Linked DNA regions of Zea mays: region 2 is linked to region 1. A link is a contact called in public Hi-C data. All regions are on one chromosome and are shown on one strand. The core of a region is the stretch at or near the end of the contact, and the rest is flanking DNA. Distances in the headings are between cores, read along the strand shown. Region 1 holds the start of LOC100282231. Region 2 holds the start of LOC100278572 (serine/threonine-protein kinase CTR1).

The links. A called contact is a pair of places that touch in the nucleus more often than the background predicts.
Region 2: a contact with region 1 is called in a Hi-C map of endosperm, with 3 times the contacts expected there. The contact joins the promoter of LOC100278572 here to the promoter of LOC100282231 in region 1. A contact is called at or near these places in 2 of 25 Hi-C or Micro-C datasets (endosperm and tassel).

Annotation. Positions count from the first base shown.
Region 1 is chr2:169,854,860-169,857,742 of Zm-B73-REFERENCE-NAM-5.0, forward strand. LOC100282231 reads left to right here and starts at 1,376. Exons shown (of 9, transcript NM_001412096.1): 1 at 1,376-1,734. The coding sequence starts at 1,701.
Region 2 is chr2:170,129,330-170,132,212 of Zm-B73-REFERENCE-NAM-5.0, forward strand. LOC100278572 (serine/threonine-protein kinase CTR1) reads left to right here and starts at 1,399. Exons shown (of 17, transcript XM_034059670.2): 1 at 1,399-2,232; 2 at 2,622-2,883. The coding sequence starts at 1,774.

The sequences.
Region 1 (2,883 bases), core at 126-2,625:
GTGTTCTTGTGTGAAGCAGTGAAGGTAGGATGTATGATACACATGAGATGTTTACTGTGTGTTTCCTTCTTGCACATGAGATGTTTTCCTTGCATCATGTATTCATCTTCCTTATTGACTTACTGTGTGTCCTCCTTTTTAATAGATGCCTGAACCTGAAGACATATTGGACAAGGGTATGGAATCAGTGGGCACTGGCACTCTAGAAAATGATGGGACACAAACACAACCATCACAATCACAAGGGGCTACTGACCAAGAGGTGGTTGACCTTGACAAAGATTGTGCACAACATGAAAGGAAGAAGATGGCACCAAGATCAGATGTGTGGAACCATTTCACCAAGATCCCGTGATGTGCTTGCTATTCCTATCTCAACAGTGGCTGCGGAGTCCGCTTTTAGCACGAGTGGACATATCTTAGATGACTTTGGTACATCGCTAACTCCTTTCATGCTGGAGGCACTTGTATGTACCCAAGACGGGTTGAGAAGGACTACTCCAATCAACATCCAAGAGAATATAGAGGAATTAGCCATGATTGAAGCAGATATAGTCAATATTCACCATTGTAGTGTAATCCATGTAATTGTTATATTAACTACATATTTGACTAGTTGAATTCATTTTATAATAGATTTAATTGAAGAATTTGGTGGGAAAGGGAAAGAAAATCCTACCACTTCCAAGTCTCAAGCTACACCAAGCAGCAGTAGATGCCCTTCCTCTAAATCTGATGAAAGACCTGCTACTTAAGGTTTGAAAGCACTTATGTTTTACTTTATCCTTAAGTTCTTTGTGTAGTCACAGCCTCACAGGTATCCTTTGTTCATGCAGAATTTGCAGATGTTGTGTTGCTTACTGTTTGAGTGTGTGTTACTTAAGGATATCCTATCCTGTTCCTATGTTGCTGCAACCAAACCACATGTATTGAATGCTATGGTGTATGGTTTATAGAGGATTGGAGGCTGCAACTTACAAGATCACAAAAAGCCCAAGAATTTGTGAACATGTTTGTGAATCTGTCCTAATCTAGCTGCCTTGATGGCTATAAGCATGTAAGCCTGTAACCTGTAATGCTGTTTATAGCCTTGTAGATGTTTGTGAACATGTTGTTTGCAGTTTGCATATTGTCCTTGTAACCTTGATGGCTGTAATGCAGTTTACAGTTTACTTGTTGCCTGTAAATCAGGTAACTGTAAATTATCCAAACCCGAATCCATTTTTTACCCGAATTTTCGGGTACCCGAAAAAAATCAGATCAATTTTGGGGTTACCTATTGAATATCCGAATTATTTAAAACCCGAACAACTCGATCCGAAATTTCGGATACACCCCAATGCCCAGTCGTATATATCACACCTCGTGTGCAGCTGTGCTTGGCCAGTTGGCCACATGCCTTGCCTTGCCTTTGCCTACCTGTTGATCGAGCCGAGCGAGCAGGGAGAGACACGGCACCGAGTGAGGCCGCCGCATCCTCCTCCTCTCCGATCCGTACGTTTCCTCCTCCCTAGCAATCGCAACCCGTTCAGCCAATCATTGCCGTCTCCACCAACTCCGTTCCCCTATTACCTAGTTAGTCCAGTCCGCCTGCTGCCTGCCTCAACGGATCGACGCGACAGGAGGGAGGGAGGAAGGAGACGGTCGATCAGAGTCTGAGACGGAGGCCGATCCACCACCGCAGCGACGAGCGGGAGGAGATGAAGATCATCATTGACACGGATCCCGGCATCGGTGCGCACCCCTCTCCTCTCTCTTTTCTCGCTACTACGCAACACTCCTTCAGATTCAGATTGTGCTAGGTCGACGGCTCGACGCTTGGTTCCTTCGCGCTTCCTTATTTGATTTTTTTTACTTTGATGATGACCCTTGGACACTTGGACCAGTTCTGGTTTGTGTGGATTCTCACCTCTGCTGCCACTCGGAAATTGCTAACGGAGCATTCGAGATGGGTTGCAAAAGTTCTTCACCGCTCCTTTCCCACTGAATTACTTAGGGCATGTTCGTTTAATGTGGAACGGTTTAATTAGAACTGTTTCAGCTAGCCTTCAGCTAGAATAGTTATAAGCTTATTTGTACTAATATTGATTAGCTGGAATCGTTCTTGGCCTCAATCCGGACCTCAATTATCTGCATAGGATCATATTTGTAAAGTTGTCTACCAGGTTGAAAATGACGCACGCGCCCAGCGTGCGCACCAAACTTGCCTTCTCGCATCGCATACCGCCATACCGGAACGCGAAGCCAGGCAGGTCCACTGGCAGTACCGTGAGGTCCACGTGGGATGAAGGCAGAGACGGGCAAAACTGATACTCCTATTTCATTGTTCCTCTCTTTGCTTCAAAGCTAGAAATGAATATTTTATTTGGCGTGGCGTGGTGTCTACCCTACCAGCGAATTTGATAAGAAATAAAATGTCCTTGAATAAATCATCTCACTGTTTTCCGCGTTCACCAGCAAATCCAAACCATTTTCAGTGTCCGGTAGCCATCTTTGTCACTTTTTTATGTCCGCATTGCACATACACGCAGCACTTTCCGCGGGGCCAAAAGAGTCTTCTTCTTTTTCCTTTTCGAATACATAGTAATGGAGCATCCCCACTGTAGTCTTTGCAGGACCAAAAGCTCCTCCTCTTTTTTCTCTCTCTCTCTTCTTTGAATACATAATAATAGAGGGACAAAAGATGTCACTCTTTCTTAAAAGAGGTCTCCAAGCGCATTTGAAACTTTGGCGATATCGCCATGGAGAATTTGTGGAGCTGGACACTGACATGCGACCACCCTTACATATTTCACTCACCTTATATTATCCTGCAGTCATCATGAAGAACTTGCGTGCCACGGTGCCTGGACACTGAACAGTGACCAGCATCAGGGGATTCAG
Region 2 (2,883 bases), core at 149-2,648, 270 kb after region 1:
CCAAAGATTTAAAAATATCTAACTGACATGGCACATGTGTGGACCAACTAGAACATATCACGTTGCTAAAAGTTGACCAAAATCGATATTGGTTTGAGACAGTACCAACTAGATCGTCCTACACACTAGTCAGTGTTGATCGGTCAATACTGAGCAACATCAACTTCAATATGGTTGGTATCAATTAGACCAACCAATCAATAAACCCATCGAACGAATAAACGGACCAAGAGGTCGACACAATCGGTACCGACCACATGATGCCCACCCGTTAGACTAATCATGATTGGTGGGGAGGCATCGTCACTCTGGTTGCCCGGTTGAGCTCGAAATGTCTAGCCAAGGCTAGGGATGACAACGAAACTCGTGGGTGTAGGGTTTACAAACTCGTAACTGCGAGGTTAATACCAAATATGTACATGCACACACTACCCGCGATGGGTACAATATCCTACCAATACTCGCTACCCGCGGGTATACCCATAGGCACATAAATGCACATATTTTAACCTACTAGAAAAATACATTGCCCTATCGGACGCTCTACCATTCACATATATCGTGTATAATGCATGCAATTGAATATACATGCATATTCAACTATCATACAACTCTTTTTGTGTTTTTTGAATATACACGGGGATGGATGGATCTTGGATCCCAGGCTGCTCCCAGTACCAGGGGCCAGGGCGATCGGACAATGACAATGACGAACATGGATAGACATGTCAACAGTCCAACAAAAACTGACCTCTGAATTAATGACAATGCTATTCCCGATCATCTGATTATCAGTTTTATCCTTTAATCAACTACATTTGATTTTTTCCTTGCGCTAATATTTTGATCCAACACACATGCTGCCTTTTGTCTTGGTACACAGAAGTTGATGCTCCGAGGTACCAACAATAGGATAATCTAGAATAGCATTGTCATTAATTCAAAGGTTAGTTTCTGTTGGGATGTTGGCATGTCTAGCCTTGTTCGCCATTGTCATTGTCAGGTCGCCCTGCCCCTTGGAACTGGGAGCGTCCTGGTACGCAGAAGTTGATGCTCCGAGGTGGGCTCGCGAGTTATACTAAATTAATTAATCTACAAAATAGTAATGGATATTGAATACTTCTATAATAGTATGATTGTTTCTTAGCTTTTGATGATGGATTTATGTAATTTTATAATTTAGATTAATTATAATATTGAATGATGATTGTATATTCCATATTTATATATTTTTAAATATTTATAATATAATAATATTTATCGGTTACGGCTCCCGAACCTTATTCTTAGCTCATAGCCTCATACAATGCCGAGCTGACCGAGCAGGCTCGTTTTCGGCCATGACTGCGCTGACCTTAACTCTGTAAATAGCCATGCCCATGCAGGCCGTCTCTGGCGGCGGGCGGTCTGGTTCGTTTTCTCGGCTGCTGTTTGTCACTCTGTGTGGCCACTGCTCCTATCCGCAGCCACGCGCGTTGTCGCCTCCACGGCCCACGCGGACACGCCCACCGCTCGAAGCAGCGTAGCGACTAGCGAGCATTCGCACAGCGGCTCTCTTTCCTCGCGCAGTCGCGCTAGACAAGCGGCTGCCTCCTTGCAAGTTGCTACTGCTACCCTCACCCTACTACCGACGAGACGTCGACGGCGACTTGGTCTAAGCCCCGCCCACCCGCCAATTGCCACCAAAAACTAACCGCCTGCTCTTTCAGGGGAGCGGACCCGGACGACGAGCCACGCCGACGCTAGGGTTTGGTTTCGCCGGCCTGCCCGGCCATGGACCTGCCCCCGGGCGCCGGCCGTCGCACCACCTACTCCCTCCTCCCACAGTTCCCCGACGACGCCGCCGCACCTGCTCCCGCCCCCGCCAACATCCTGCAGCGCCAGTCCAGCGGCAGCAGCTACGGCGCCGGCAGCTCTATCTCCACCTCCAGCGACTACCCATTCCACTTACAACCCCCCGCCTCGGCCGCGGGGGTCGCGCCGCCCGGATCGGCAGCGGCGCCTCCCGGGGCGGCTGGCTCGCCCTGCAAGAGCTGGGCGCAGCAGGCCGAGGAGACCTACCAGCTGCAGCTCGCGCTCGCGCTCCGCCTCTGCGCCGATGCTGCGTGCGCTGCCGACCCGGGCTTCCTCGACCCAGGCGATTCAGGAAGCGGGAGGGGCAGCGGTAACGGGAGAGCCTTCCCGCTCGCGCAGCCCGCGCCCTCTGCGGAGTCGCTCTCGCATCGCTTCTGGGTACTCTCAGCATACCTTCCCTTCCTTTGTGTTTCTCTCTTTATGAGAAATCCAAATTTCAGAATGCTGCAACATGGTCAGTTGGTCACAAACTGTGCTGAACAAACCATTAATTAACCTGCAAACAAAAGCCTTAGGTTCAGTTACTTGACTTGGTAGATCATACTGCAGTTCATGCTTACCACATCTTATGTTTGGATTGCAGCTGGACTCGTGTAAAATGAAATCATACAGTATGTCAGTGTATCAAACACCACCAAAGATACATTTATATATGTGCAATTGGAATTCTATGTACTACCTATTGAGACAAATCTTATTGTTGTATTTGTGTTGTTTGTAGCCGTCCTGTATTTCGCTTTCATGCTTGGTTCCTAATGCCTTTTTAGGTAAATGGTTCGCTATCATACAACAGCACAATACCAGATGGATTTTACTTGATTCATGGGATGGACCCCTTTGTATGGTCACTATGCACTGATGTACAGGAAGAGAACCACATACCCTCCATGGAATCACTCAAGTCTGTCCGTCCTGATGATCCTTCCATTCAAGCCATTCTTATCGATCGAAGAACTGATTTTGAATTAGGTATGTTGGAGAGTTATGCTTCCAGCATTCTTTCCAGTTCTGCTGATGCCAAAGATGTGG